2 separate regions of the Mus musculus genome follow, and region 1 is linked to region 2. Evidence: chromatin contacts called from public Hi-C data. All regions are on one chromosome and are shown on one strand. The core of a region is the stretch at or near the end of the contact, and the rest is flanking DNA. Distances in the headings are between cores, read along the strand shown.

What was found. Hi-C and Micro-C count contacts between places; a contact is called where the count stands out from the background.
Region 1: a Hi-C map of bone marrow-derived macrophages shows a contact between it and region 2, with 15 read pairs. The contact joins two enhancer-like sites. A contact is called at or near these places in 1 of 484 Hi-C or Micro-C datasets (bone marrow-derived macrophages) and 3 of 9 other capture datasets (adipose tissue, embryonic stem cells and liver).

Annotation. Positions count from the first base shown.
Region 1 is chr5:136,582,543-136,586,410 of GRCm38.p6, forward strand. No RefSeq gene overlaps it. Among named protein-coding and RNA genes, the nearest start is that of Cux1, 17 kb to the left of the region's middle. Within about 2 kb of position 1,324, at least 61 of the 459 cell types and tissues checked have an H3K27ac peak or open chromatin away from gene starts, as enhancers often do. A contact at or near this core is called in bone marrow-derived macrophages, where this site is marked.
Region 2 is chr5:136,354,091-136,358,049 of GRCm38.p6, forward strand. The region is part of intron 8 of Cux1 (cut-like homeobox 1); the gene reads right to left. Among named protein-coding and RNA genes, the nearest start is that of Mir721, 20 kb to the right of the region's middle. Within about 2 kb of position 1,896, at least 16 of the 459 cell types and tissues checked have an H3K27ac peak or open chromatin away from gene starts, as enhancers often do. A contact at or near this core is called in bone marrow-derived macrophages, where this site is marked.

The sequences.
Region 1 (3,868 bases), core at 74-2,573, 230 kb after region 2:
TATGCGGGCAGCGTGTTCCCTGGGTAACTTTGAATCGGTTACTAACCGGTCTACCTCAGTGTCCTCAGTACTAACTTAACATAAACTGCTCTTCCCATACTGATGGTGAAACAGTGAAGAGCTAAGAACAGTCTCGGGGGATGGAGAGGTGGCTCAGTGGTTATTCTTCCTGATGACCCGTTTCATTTCCCAGCACCCGTATTGGTGGCTCATAATTGTCTGTAACTCCAGTCCCAGTGGCTCTAACACCTCATCCTAGCCTTCAAGGGCACTACTCAAATGTGGTGAATAAACATTTGTACAGGCAAAACACTCATATGTATAAAATATAGTTAAAGGAAAAAATATGTAAAGGGTTTTGATATGTTTGGGGGTCTCTTGCTATGAGGCTCTGGCTGGCCTGGAACTAGCTATGTAGACCAGGTTGACCTTGAACTCATAGCCTGCCTCTGCCTCACAATGCTTAGGATTAAATATGTGTGCAACTACACCTGGAATATAGATATAAAATAAAGCATACAGTTTCTAGGCTAGGGATGTAGCACAGTGATAGATCAAGCTTACTTAGTGTATGCAATATCCCAGGTTTAATTCCCAATGTTGGGATAAAAAAGAAAGGGGTGGGGTGGGGGCGGCCATGCATTAGTTGGTAGATTGCTTACCCAGCAGGCATAAATAAAGCCTTGGTTCCATCTACAACATGCATAAACCTAGCATGGTGCATGTCTATAATCCCAGCACTCAGGGGTAGAGGCAGGATGATCCAGAGTTCAAGGTCAGAAGCTATAGAGGTGGCTCAGCAATTAAGCACACTTACTCTGGGCGAAAATCTCAGTTTAGTTGCCAATACTCCTATAAGATTGTTCACAGTAACCTACACTCTAGCTCCTAGGGATCCAGCGCCCTCTCTGGCCATCACAGGAACCTGCACTTAGATGCACATACTCACAAACACATGTGCATCCACAGAAATAAGAATTTAATTTTTAAACAGAGGTTGTGGTTATCCTGTCTGTATAGAGCATTTAAGACTACCCTGAAGTATATGAGACCTTGTCAAAAACAAAACAAAACAAAATAAAACAAAACAAAACAGCTTCTGCCTCCTCATAATTATCAAAAGGACCCTGTGGGATTTTTGCTAGGATTAATTAAGTTACTTACTATACTGAAAGCTTTAGGCCTGGCACAAGACACTCTTGTTTGAGATAGGGTCTCCTGTAACTCATGCTGACACTCCACTCCTGATCCTCCTGCATCCACCTCCTGAGTGCTGAGATTACAAGCAAGTGCCACTTTGTCTGGCTCTCAGCCAGTTTCGGTTTTGCTTCTTCTTCCTCATTCCTGAAGGGATCTTTGGCCACACCCTTCCTTCAGTATGTCTGCTCACTAATTGTGCCTAATTTTTGTCATAGCAACAATTAATTTTGTTCACTAGGCCAAATGTGTCTTACAATAGTCATAGCTCAGACTTTTGTGTTTTGAGACAAGGTCTTGTGAGATAGCCTAGGCTGGTCTAGGACTCTCCACTCTCCTGCCTAGAACCCCTTCCCCAGTGATGGGGCTGAGGGTCTGGTTCAGTGGTAGGGTGTGGCTCAGTGGTAGAGCCCCTGCCTAGAATCCTCCAGGGAGGGGCTGGGGACGTGGCTCAGTGGTAGAGCACCTGCCTAGAATCCCCCAGGGAGGGACTGGGGGCGTGGCTCAGTGGTAGAGCTCCTGCCTATAGTTCTCTGGTGTGTGGAAGAATGCTTGCTTATCCTGTATGGGCGGCCCTAGGTTCCATCCTGAGTAACATTAAGAAGACAAAAGGGGGTGGGGGTGGGGTGGGTATGGGGGACTTTTGGGATAGCATTGGAAATGTAAATGAGGAAAATACCTAATTAAAAAAAAAAAAGAAGAAGAAGACAAAAGAAAAAGATGCCTCCTAGATGAGAACAGGGCTCTTGCCTATTCTCACCTCTCTCAATCCACTCACAAAGAAGGAGCAGAGAGGCCTGAAGTGACCGCACACACCTGCCTTCATGGATGGTGATGAAATCAACAGAAGCCTGCAGCTTTTTTGACCTCAGGGGAAACTGCTGGTAAGCTAGTTTTGTCACTCATGAAAAAGCCTTTTCAGGTCATAGGTAGTTTTCAGTCTGGCTAGAGGGCTCTGAGTCAAGGTCCCTTTAATATCCTGTAAGTTAAGAGTAAATCACAGAGGTTCAAGTGGACTTCCTGGACAACCTCCCCTCCTTGTTTGAGCAGAAGTGTCTTGTCCTGACTCCTCCTCCATACACACACCCTTTGGTGCACTGGGCTTGGCTGTAACCATGGCAATGGACTTGTCTTTCCCAGATTCCTAAGCCTCTGGACTCTCACCTCCCCAACTCCCCAGAGGTCCAGTGATTCACCAAAGCTGCTCCAAGTCCAAAGACCCAGAAGCCTAATAAACCAGTCTTCCCACCTACCACCTCACATCCCACCAGGCAACTGAGTGCTCCTTGTTTTGTGTCCCGAGGCCAAGATTGCAACAACCATCCAGGAGGCAAGCAGCTCCAAAGGACAGCCGGCACTTCAAAAACACTGTGGAAATCAGACGGGAACTTCCTGCCTCCTCCCGGCTAGCTGTCTAGCCAGCAAGCTCTAGCCTGGGAGGTTAAGCTTCCCTGGCAAGCCATCCATTCATACATGATAAAGACAGGCCTAGTGGCAAAGTCTTGTCATTCTATGTACTCAAGAGGCTAACAGAATAGCAACCCCAAGGACGACCTGGACTACAGAGTAAACGCAAAGATAGCCCGGAAAATTTTTATGAAACCTTTGTATTTAAATATAAATTTCAAAAGGAGTTCGGGGCATGGTTCAGTGCCTGCCTAGAATCCTCCAGTGAGGGACTGGGGCGTGGCTCAGTGGTAGAGCCCCTGCCTAGAATCCCCCAGGGAGGGGGCTGGGGGCGTGGCTCAGTGGTAGAGCATCTGCCTAGAATCCCCCAGAGAGGGGCTGGGGGCGTGGCTCAGTGGTAGATCCCCTTCCTAGAACACCCAGTGAGGGGCTGGGGATATGACAAAGTTGTAGAGGGTTTGCTTACAGATGTGAGACCCCATTTCACCTTCGGTACTACAAAACAAACAAAAGCCCAGTATCTCCAACAGGTATCAAGGATGAAACTAGGTGCTAAGTTTGGAAGAACAAACTTACATCATGGCTCACATCAGGTACTAAACTTGCTAGTGATCCAACAGCAACCAAATCATGTCTGTAAACTTCGATGTCAGCAACAATATTGGAAATTATAATAGACAATTATTGCCACAGCAACAAAAATTAGTAAGAAAGAATCCAAATGATGTGGCAAAATATGTGGCTTCTGACAGACTGACTTGCCAAGTCTCTCTTGCCCTCATCTGTAAAATGGGAGAAATCACACTTGTCATATGCACATAGATTGGATAATAAGAATACGTACGTCCAGTGTCTGTGAGGTGGCCAGCACATGAAAAGACTGGTTCTTCCCATTCAAATACAGATCTCACTTTGTTTGTTTATTAGTATGTTTATTTATTATTTATTAATTTATTTGATGTTTAGAGGCAGAGTCTCACTGTTAGCTGAGGCGCACTTTGAATTCTTTTTTAAATTATTATTCTTAAATTGTTTTAATTTCCTTTTCACTTATTTAGTGAGTGAATGGATATGTGTTTGTGTATGTATATGAATGTCTATATGTCCATGCTTGTGCCACAGTGGGTGTTTGGAGGTCAAAGGACTATATATGTTCCAGAGACCAAACCCAGGTGGTCAGGGGTTGTGAGTAAGCACCTTTACTCTCCAAAGGTAAGGTCTCACACTACATATTACCTCGACCAATCTGAAACTCACTCTGTAG
Region 2 (3,959 bases), core at 646-3,145:
TATAGTACATTCTGAAGGGTAGTCAGGGCAGGACCTCAAGGCAGGAACCACTGAGGAATACTGCTTACTGGCTTGCTTAGCCTGCTTTCTTATACAACTACCTGCACAGGGGTAACACCATCATGGAATTCCTATGTAGACCAAGTTGACCTTGAACTCAGAGTCCCATTAGCCTCTGTCTCTGGAGTGCTAAGATTAAAGGTGTTCACAGCCTGGCTTCCAAAGTAAACTTCAAGGGACATGTTTATTAAGGTGTTAACAGCTGTGGAATAGTTTGACCATGAAACTTTTGGTCCCCATAGTACCAGCACCTAAAAGGCAACTAATTCAAATTTCAAAATGTAGACAGAGTTCAAGCTGGGAAGATGCTTCAGTTGGTAAACATCTTGCTGTTCCAATATGAGGACCAAGTAAAACACCCAGAACCTATGATAAGAAAAGGTTGAGCCCAGTGGTGTGCACTTGAATTCCTAGCTCTGGGAAGCAGACAGAGACTCGCCCTGTAGTCCAGATAGTCTAGCTCCCTTGGTGAGTTCCAGGGTATTAAAGGGCTTTGTTTGAAAAAAAAAAAAAAAAAGGTGTGTGTGTGTGTGTGTGTATGTGGTGGTCACCTGAGGAAAGACAGAGAGGTTGTTTTCTAACCTCTATATGTACCTACACATGTGCATCTTTATACAAAGGCACAGGCTTGTATTCAAACACACACACACACGCATGCACAGAGTAATAATCAAGTGTCTACTGCGTTTGGACACACAAAGCCAGCCTCTTCTTTCTAGTCCCCCCCCGAGGAGACTGGAACAGGAAAGCCCCTGGCGACGCTCCAACACTGAGTTTTAGATGTGAAGCAAGGATGGAACCCTACCAAGTGCACTAACGCCTCTGGAAATAAGATTGTTCCCACTGAACTCTTATTCAGGCCCAAATCCTCAAAAATTAGACAGAATTTGCTTCTCTGTTTTTAGGGAAATTAATCCAACCAAGATAATTACAGCAACTCACATTGGAAACTGATGACTCATGAGAAAGATGGAAAACAATTACCTTCTTAAAGTGACAGGGAGAGAGTGCTGCTGAGGTTTCAGGACCTCCCTTTGGTCTTCCCAAATTTACTGAGGTATATGTATAAGGAGTATCACAGCCAGCCTTGGCTACGTAAAGTTCAGGGCCAGTCTGAGCTACAGAATGAGGTGCCTTCCCACGTGGCAAAGGCTGGATGTGCAGTGTATGTTTATGTTTTTAATCCCAGCATTCAGGAGGCAGAGGCAAAGTTAGGTGGATCTTCACGAGTCTAAGACCCGGTTTACACAGTGAGTTCCAGGCTGGCCAAGGCTACTCAGTGAGACCTGTCTCAAAATACCACTGATAAACCAACAAGCAAGCAAACAAAAGGTGTGGCAGCTGGAGAGATGGCTCAGCAGTTAAGAGTATCGGTCACTCTTCAGAGGACCCAGGCTCAGTTCCCAGTAGATACATGGCAGCAAACACCCATCTGTGTCTCTAGCTGCGGAGGATTTGATGCTCCGCACTGGACTCCTTGGGCACTAAGCATGCAACAGTACTTTACTTCAAGCTGAGAGGAGGAGGCAGCAGCCTGCTTGGGTGCTGCCTGTCCACACCTCATTCATGCAGTTAACATAGTACAGGCTTTCTCAAGGACTGCCACAAACAGCAAGTGTGGTGACATTTGAAAATCCACCATGTAATAGTTCAGACACATCTATACACAGGCTGCTGCCTCCTCTGTTCACCAGCATGCCACTCATACTTCCCATGGGACAGTTATGCCAGGAGCCTCTGGCTTCCTCTTTCAATTCCTGCCTCCTGTCCTCTGCTGGAGCACAGAGGTCCCCAGGCCTGCAAATCAGAGTTGGAGTTCTCTGAGCAATCAGCTACTAACAGGAAGTCTTGTCTTTTTCAGAGCCTGCTGCAGGGTGTGATACACGCTTGTCATAAACTGTACAAACAACACAGCATTTCTTCATCAATGTTGCTTTTGTAATGTATTATGGGAGCATTTGCATACATAATGTCTTTTCTTAAAGACAAGCAGAGGTGAAGAATACAACATGCAGAAGTATTAAGAAATACGACATTTTCTGGTAGGAAAGTTTGGGAGTAACTTAGAGTAACCTTAGATATAGAAAGATTATGTTTGCCTTAGGATTCAGTCTTCTCTCTCTTCTTTCCCTGAACCGAGCGCCTTGAATACATCGGGCATACACTCTATTATGCTATAATCATCTTTCTTACGAGATTGATTTTGTTTTAGTTTTCTGAGATAGGACTTTACATAGCCCAGGCTGGCCTCAAAGTTGCTTTGTAGTTCGGACTACTTTGTTTTTAACCTGTGATCTCTCCCAGCCTTAACCTCCTGAGTGATAGTGATTAAATCCAGGGCTTCCTTCACACTTGCGAACTAGGTAGGCAAGGACTCCAGCAACCAAGCCACACCCTTCTAGCTAAGGTGGCTTAGCTAGAAGGGATAGAGCATTTCATCACAATTTAAACTTGCTTTGCACTGAATCTGCCCTGGTGGTCTGCAAAGTGTTCCGTGGCCCTCCTCCTCCACCCTGGGTCCACTGTGGAGGGAAAACGGAAATAAAAAGCCTAGGGCTGGGTAGAAAGCTTGGTGGATAAAAGTGCTTTTCTGCCAAGCCTGGTGACCTGAGATCCATCCCTGGGCTCCACATGGTAGAAGGAGAGAAGTGGTTGTCCTCTGACCTTTATGTGTGCACCACAATATAGTGTACAAACACACACACACACACACACACACACACACACACACACACACGGTTTTTAAGAAGCATGCAACTATGCAACAGAGGTGGAGAGAAGTGGGTGGCAGTGTGAGCCACCAGGCCCCTCTCAGGGTGATGGCCATTGCCTGCTGAAGACAGCCCCAGGGAACCGTGAGAACAGTAAAATACATGCTGACAGACTTCCTAAGATGTCACTTTAAGGTCCTTAAGGTGCTACATGTGCATTTGCCATGGGACACAGGGAGAATGAAACTTCAAGGTGACCCTTTGAGAAGGAGATACATTAAAAAAAAAAAGGCAGAAATAATGCATTTATTTAACCCAGCAATGGTTATAATGTGAGGGCCTGCAATCCGCTCACACAACAACTGTTTGGCAAGCCCCCCTGTGTTCCAACAAATATTAAACTGTGCTTGCCATTTGTCTACGGAATCTTGCATTAATAAACATGAAGAAGAACACTTTACCTCCCACTCTCAGTGATGGGACCAAACAAAGACCAGCTGTACTCATCAATGGGGCCTTGTTCTGTGCATAAAGGCTAATTACATTTTGCTTCAAGCCTACACATGGAAAACTTTACTGCCACTGTCCCTATCACAGCCAGCCAAGCAGTCCCAGCTGACGCACAGCTGAAATGACTGCAAAAGCAGCAGTTAGGGATGGGGGTGGAGGGCTCCAAGTGGCCTTGTTGCCTTTGACCTGTACCCCCATCCCCTGCAAGGGTCTTGGGGAGCCCAGATTGGCCTCTAAGGATACAGCTGAAAATGACCTTTAGCTCCTCCTCTGCCTAGCCTCCACCGCCCAAGTGCTGGGATTAGAGGCATGTGCCGCCACACCTGTTTCTTGTAGTATTGAAGATCAAGCTCAGGGCCTTGTGGATCCTGGGCAAGCACCCTATCAGCTGAGTTATATCCCCCAGTCCGTGTGGCTTCTTTTTAAATGCGGATGGTCGGCGGTCTGAATGACTGACAAGCAGTGTGTATCCTATAAATTGACAAAACTTCAGACCAACGCTGTTCAGGAAATGTACACGGGGTTCTGCTGAGCGTTCCCAGCCCTTGCAGGGACGGTTCTCCACACTCACTCCAACCTCTCCACAGCCTCTCAGTAATGCAGCTGTCCTTATGCCCCCTGTACAAGAGAGGCCCTGGAGGTCACAGTGTGGATAGGGAACAGAGGGCTCGCTCTCCC